Regions from separate parts of the Zea mays genome. Here region 1 is linked to region 2. The links are chromatin contacts, called in public Hi-C maps. All regions are on one chromosome and are shown on one strand. The core of a region is the stretch at or near the end of the contact, and the rest is flanking DNA. Distances in the headings are between cores, read along the strand shown. Region 1 holds the start of LOC100381865. Region 2 holds the start of LOC100384174.

Region 1 (2,987 bases), core at 144-2,643, 350 kb before region 2:
TTTTAAGGCGGAAGGGCTGTAACACCCCTGGTGTTTATATTCTGCTTGACAACGAGTATGGAATTAAACACGTAAAATCAGTGGATAAAACATATGCTAAATTTTAATCATCTCGTAAAAGTTCGAGTTTGGTGTCGTATTTATTTCCGTAACCTAAGCCATTAAAATTAGGTTCAAGAAATTTTTGTTATCGAATCTTCGTCGCTGGCAAATTTTGAACTGTTCGGATCACGCGCGTAAGTGAATGCGAGAATCAGAAAACTTCTGATTTTACGTAAAATTTGGAGCCCCGCGCCGTCCAAAAAGAGTAATGCGCCAACACATTAATTGAATTGTTTCTCTCAGCATGTGATCCTTGACGTTAAAGCGAATGATCGACAGCTGGTGAGAATCGTAAAATTAGACGGGACTAAATACAGTCTTGAATACCGAAGCCGAACTCGACAACTAAAGTTTTTAGTGCAAAATCCGTGTCTGGACGACGCACTAACACTCATCCACGTAAACGATGCGTGTCGTCGCTTGCTGAATGGATCGCATTCTCAATGCAGCATCGATATAGCGCGTTTATTTTGCGATATGTCGAGTCGTGTGTCCGTATAAAAGTATACAGAGAATACGGATTCGGAAGCCCGACCCATTCGGATGATTTTTATCCCAGGCAAATTAATCTGAACTCGACGACTAAAATGTTCGGGGCAAAATAATCTGAATCGCGCAATGTCCGAGAAAAATCGTGTGCGAGGTTATGATCCAATTTATCCTTCAGCACGCTGTTTTGGCGATGAAATCACGTATACATTCGTAGATATGGTTCCGGCTAATTTCAGTCAAATCGCAGAGCAAATTATCGACACCGAAACCAGTTTATTTCGGTCGGTCGTTTCTCGTCCGGATCCAAATCTTCGGATATAACTAACTGGTAAAAATTCATGGGATTTCGAGAGTAATCACCAAATCAGATTATATCTAAATTTTTGTATCCGGTATTATTTTGATCCAACTCATTTATGTCTCTTTTAAACCCTACTCCTAGAATACATATTTATCTATGCTAATAAAAGGAAGAAAATCATTTTCCCCCTTGCTGCAAGCGCTCAGCTCTAGGTATTTTCCCTTAGCCATTCAGCCGATGCACTCATCTCCTCTCTGTTCAGTTACGTGCAGTCGCTCAGATTTTTTTGGAGCAGCTATCCTCATCCTTCCACTGTTCTCTCTGATTTTTTTATTCAGCCGACGTCCTCATCCTCTCTCGCGCAAAAAAATCTCTGCCGCCCTCTCTTCCTCTGATTTTTCTCGCTGCGCAGGAGCCGTCACCTTATGTCCTCTCGCTGTTGTTCTTCTCTGAAGCTCTCTCACGCGCGCGCGACTGCCTTCTCTGCTTCTCTCTCCCTCGCGTCTTCTTGTTCCCCGAGCTTCCATCGCCCGCGCCCTGGCATCCGCCTGCTCCTCTCGGCCGACCGGCCCTGCTCCACTGCGCCAAGCTCCTCCCTCACCCTGGTCCCGGTCCTCAGCGTGCCTGCTCCCTGGAGCTCGCCCATGCCGCGCGCTCCTCCGTGCCGGCGTTCTCTACTCGACCATGGCGTGGACAGCCGCCGAGCCCCCTCCGCCCGTCTTCCCTCTGTTCAGAGCGCCGTCACCTGGAGTCCCTACGCGCTCCATCTCTGCCTGGCCATGGAGCTCGCCCCTGGCTCGGATTCCAGCGCCCCGCTCCCTGTTTGCCCCAGCTCGCCTGGCCGCTGCGCAGCCCCCTCGGCTTCTCCTCCCTCAGCTCGTCTCTCCTGCCCGTGCGCGTCCTTCCCATGGCTGTCTGTTCGAGCTCCTCCCTGCGTCGCGCGCGAGCTCGGCGCCCAACTCTCCTGCGCACTGGTCGCCCCTCCCTCTGTTCGCTTGCGCGCAGTCATGCCCCTGCTTCAGCTCTGGAGCATCCCCACGCGCGCGTTCTGTTCCTCCTGCGCGTGAGCTCAGCGCCCCTTCCGGCCTCCTGTTCGCCATCAGCGCAGTAGTTTCTCTTCAAGTGCAGCGCCGGTTGTCCTCGTGCTCAGCTCCAAGCTCGCCCAGCTTTGGTGGTCGTCGCCTCCACCTCGACCTGAGCACCGCCACGGAGTTCGCCCCTTCCAGACTTCCAGTTACCTTGTCGCACCTGCGTTCTTGCCCCTGCCCATAGCACAGCAGTGGCGATGTGCTTCATCCAGCTCTTCCCTAGTCGTCGAGCTCCGAGCACAACCCGAGCACCACCCTTGTCCGCGTGAGCTCGACTGGATCCCCACCTTCGCGACCTCGCCATCGATTTAGCTGCTGCCCATGTCATGCTCCCTGCGCAGCATCTTCCTTAGCCATGGCGAGTCCCTCGCTGCCACGATTGTCCAGTGGTTGGCCCACGCCGTCCCTACTCCTCTCAGTCTGCTGCTACTTGTGTTTGTGTCCGAGCCCGCCCGGCTGCAACCTCGCTTTGCTCTGTTTGTGTCTGATCCCGCCCGGCTGCAACCTTGCTTTGCTCTCCGTGTCGCTGCTCTCCGAATCCAGCCTCATGTTGACGCGTCCATATTTCAGCTTGTCGTGCCGCGTCGTCATCGCTTCCTATCACGAGCTCGATCTCCGTTGTCATCGGGCTTCACACGTTCTCGCGTTTGTCGTCGAGCTGTTGAACCCGTCCTCCCTTGCTCGTGACTTCATCGTCGCCTGAGCTCGCGCTAACCTGCTCAACCCCACCTCGCTAGCTCGCTCTAGACTCGATCTCGTCGTCGTTCCGTGTGTCGTCCAGAAATCCTAAGCGTTGGGTGAAGACGAAGCTAGCCGCGTGATATTTACCAAGTGCTCGACAAAAGACCTGAGCGAGAATCAGCAACGTTTGCTTGGAATTTTAATTAAATCGGTAACCATTCTCTAGTTCGCTATTTCTTTAATTGATTGAGTCGATGGATGAAATAAATTAATGTGCTATTGTGATGCTCACTTGGTGCTCGATAAATTACATGAGTCCCAGA
Region 2 (3,075 bases), core at 30-2,529:
GTGAGAAGCGGACCGGTGTCACGCTGTGGCTCGGTGCCAGGCATGGTTAATGCGACTAGTCATTTATGGCGGGTCAGTCCGGGGCCGAGCGCGAGATCCACTCGAGTGGTTCCCTTCCGACTCGTCTGTCCTCCCTCGTCAGGCTCCGCCACGCCTGCCCCCAGGCTCGGGGTCACGTGGTTCGACCGGGGGCGAGTCCTTCTAGGGTTTGCGCACCTATCTCTTACAACTGACTAACGGGCCCAGCGATCAGGGGCTCTTCCCATAGCACCCTCACTGACCAGCGGGTCCCAGGGACCAGGATCATTTCCCCGACAACACTAGATCTGAGCATGGACCATCCGACATGACCCGCCCAATGCAATGGACATACACCATAGTTTTCGACACAATAATCCACAGGCTAGGCACTAGCCAATCTGAACCAACTCGAAAAAACCTGACCCAATATGTCTAACGGGGAGGCACATGTCAATTCGATCGGACTCGATATCATGTACAAGTCAGTCGCGAGTCGTGCCTAAGTCTGTCCGCACTCATGTAACCCAAAATTTATACCACTAAAAAATATTCTATCATAGTCAGCGAAATTCTATACCCCATCACACAATTCTCTACGTCACATTCACCTAAATCTCTATCCTATACCAACTACCATATATTCTACTCCCTCCATTTCAAAATAATAGTCATTTTAGGTCTTTATGTTTATGTCTATATTGAAATAGATAAAGATTAACCTATACACATGTAAAACACATACATCAATTATTTTATAAACCCACTAATAATCTAAAATAAATTTTAATTTAGGACATAGGGAGGGAGTATTATTTATTTTCACCTCTCCTATCCATACCCAACCGTCTTCTACGGTCCTGTCTAGGTCACAGTGTCACACTGCTATGGATTCATATTCAGTATTTGAGATTCTCTCATCTATCTGCAAGCTAGTTTTTCAGTGCATCGATGCAACATATTTTTATTTTATTATATATTCACCCTATAGGTTTAGAATTGTCTTCAGGTATGTGACTGAGGATAGCCTGATAACTTATGACCCGACCTGACTCAATTTGAACTCGATCTGACATTTGAGCATGTCTAACTTTACACTAAGGTCGCGCCTTTCCCGTTCGAAACGTCCAAACCAAACTTCATTTTTCAGTTTCGCCAAAATCCAAATCCCGTTGCGTACTTGCGTGCGTGAGCGTTTTTCCATCGGTACCAACCCCAGCACAGTGACGAAAAGGCCCAACAACCCCCCGACCCGTCACCTGACCCAGCCGATCGAGAATACCCGGAAGGCCGGAACCCACCTGCTGCGCACCTGCAAGCCTCGAGTGGAGCTCTTCCACGGCCGCGGTGGAGATGGCGGCGAATCTGGAGGACGTGCCGTCACTGGATCTGATGCACGAGCTGCTCCGCCGCATGAAGTGCAGCTCCAAGCCCGACAAGCGCCTCATCCTCATCGGTAAAGGAGACCCCTCCCCTTGCCCCTTCTTCCTCCTCGTTGCTGGCGTTCGGTGGATCCCTGTCTCGGTTCCTGGTGCCGCGGGGACGGAGAAATCGCTGCTTGCCGCCGTTGGTGCTCTGGATCCGCCGAAAGTTTTCGGGCCTGTTTGGTTTGTGGCTAACTATGCCACACTTTGCCTAAGGTTAGTCGTTCGAATTGAAGAACTAACCTTAGGCACATAAGTTAGGCAAATTGTGGCAAGTTAGGCAGCGAACCAAACATGCCCTTCACCTTTCCCTTGAAATCTTGGCTATTCCCTATTTCTCATCCTGCATTTGTGGCCAAGAAATATGGCTTTGTTCTCAGAGTGGATTGTCTACAGATTTCTAACGTACGGAACGATTCACTAGTTGAATACCAAGATAAATTAATCATGCGCTAGTCGAGTAGCCCTGTGCTGTTCGGTTTTGGTGTTCTTATCATAAATTTATAATTCTTTAAGGATTATCAAAATTAGAAGTCAGATAATCTTAGTCAGCTTGACCTGATGTGGAAGCCTTCTCTTCATGACATTAAGACGGGGGCGTCCCATCGTGTAGGCAAGTAACGATGATACTCTGCCATGCCACTTTTTTTTTTGACTTTTCATTGGTTCCGAGTATGTATTGTCGTCCATATTTCTGCAATACTGAGGTGAACTCCCTTATGCAATTTGTTTTTAGTTTTTGCTGCTAATGATTGCTGCATTTACACCGCAAAAAACTGATCTGCATTAACAAAATGGTACTAAACTGTGTCGTTCAAGACAAGTAAATTGAAACAACTGCTGTCTGCTATATGGTTTCTTGCTTTTCATTATGGCCTTGTTTGTTGTTATGCTATTTGGTTCGATATGTTTTGTGGTACTGGTAGTCAGGATGAAAGAGGGCAGTACTGTGAAGGGAGATATAAGGTCATGGTGCTTTTTGTGGAGAGTAATAAACATAACACTTTTATAATCTTTTCTTTCCTCATTCATGACTTTTTTATTTTTATTTCTATTATATAGTGCTCTCGATTTTGGAGAATTTGACACCTCTTCTACAAATCTTGTAGGTCCACCTGGCTCTGGAAAGGGAACTCAGTCTCCTATTATCAAGGATGAATATTGCTTGTGCCATTTAGCCACTGGTGACATGCTGAGGGCTGCTGTGGCGGCCAAGACACCTCTAGGTATCAAAGCTAAAGAAGCTATGAATAAGGTAGTATTAGCAGACCAAAACATATAGTAAAATGCTAACCAGAATAAAAAGCTTCTTGTAACTCCATTCCGTGCTGCCTTCCTCTTTTAGGGAGAGCTTGTTTCAGATGATTTGGTTGTGGGCATTATTGATGAAGCTATGAAGAAACCCTCATGCCAGAAAGGTTTCATTCTTGATGGCTTTCCTAGAACTGTGACTCAAGCACAGAAGGTCAGATACTTGCTCGATGCATCAGCATGAACAAACATTCCTATATCATATTGTTATAGATTCTGTATTTGATTTAGTATAATTTGCCGTTGCTGTTTTTTTGAACATCCTGTACAGCTTGATGAGATGTTGGCAAAGCAAGGTGCCAATGTTGACAAAGTCCTGAAC

The links. A called contact is a pair of places that touch in the nucleus more often than the background predicts.
Region 1: a Hi-C map of tassel shows a contact between it and region 2, with 2.8 times the contacts expected there. The contact joins the promoter of LOC100381865 here to the promoter of LOC100384174 in region 2. A contact is called at or near these places in 3 of 25 Hi-C or Micro-C datasets (ear, leaf and tassel).

The regions. Positions count from the first base shown.
Region 1 is chr3:99,729,041-99,732,027 of Zm-B73-REFERENCE-NAM-5.0, reverse strand. LOC100381865 reads left to right here and starts at 1,393. Exons shown (of 1, transcript NM_001174651.1): 1 at 1,393-2,954. The coding sequence starts at 1,580. The coding sequence ends at 2,167.
Region 2 is chr3:99,379,058-99,382,132 of Zm-B73-REFERENCE-NAM-5.0, reverse strand. LOC100384174 reads left to right here and starts at 1,279. Exons shown (of 6, transcript NM_001176751.1): 1 at 1,279-1,474; 2 at 2,552-2,697; 3 at 2,788-2,907; 4 at 3,025-3,075. The coding sequence starts at 1,372.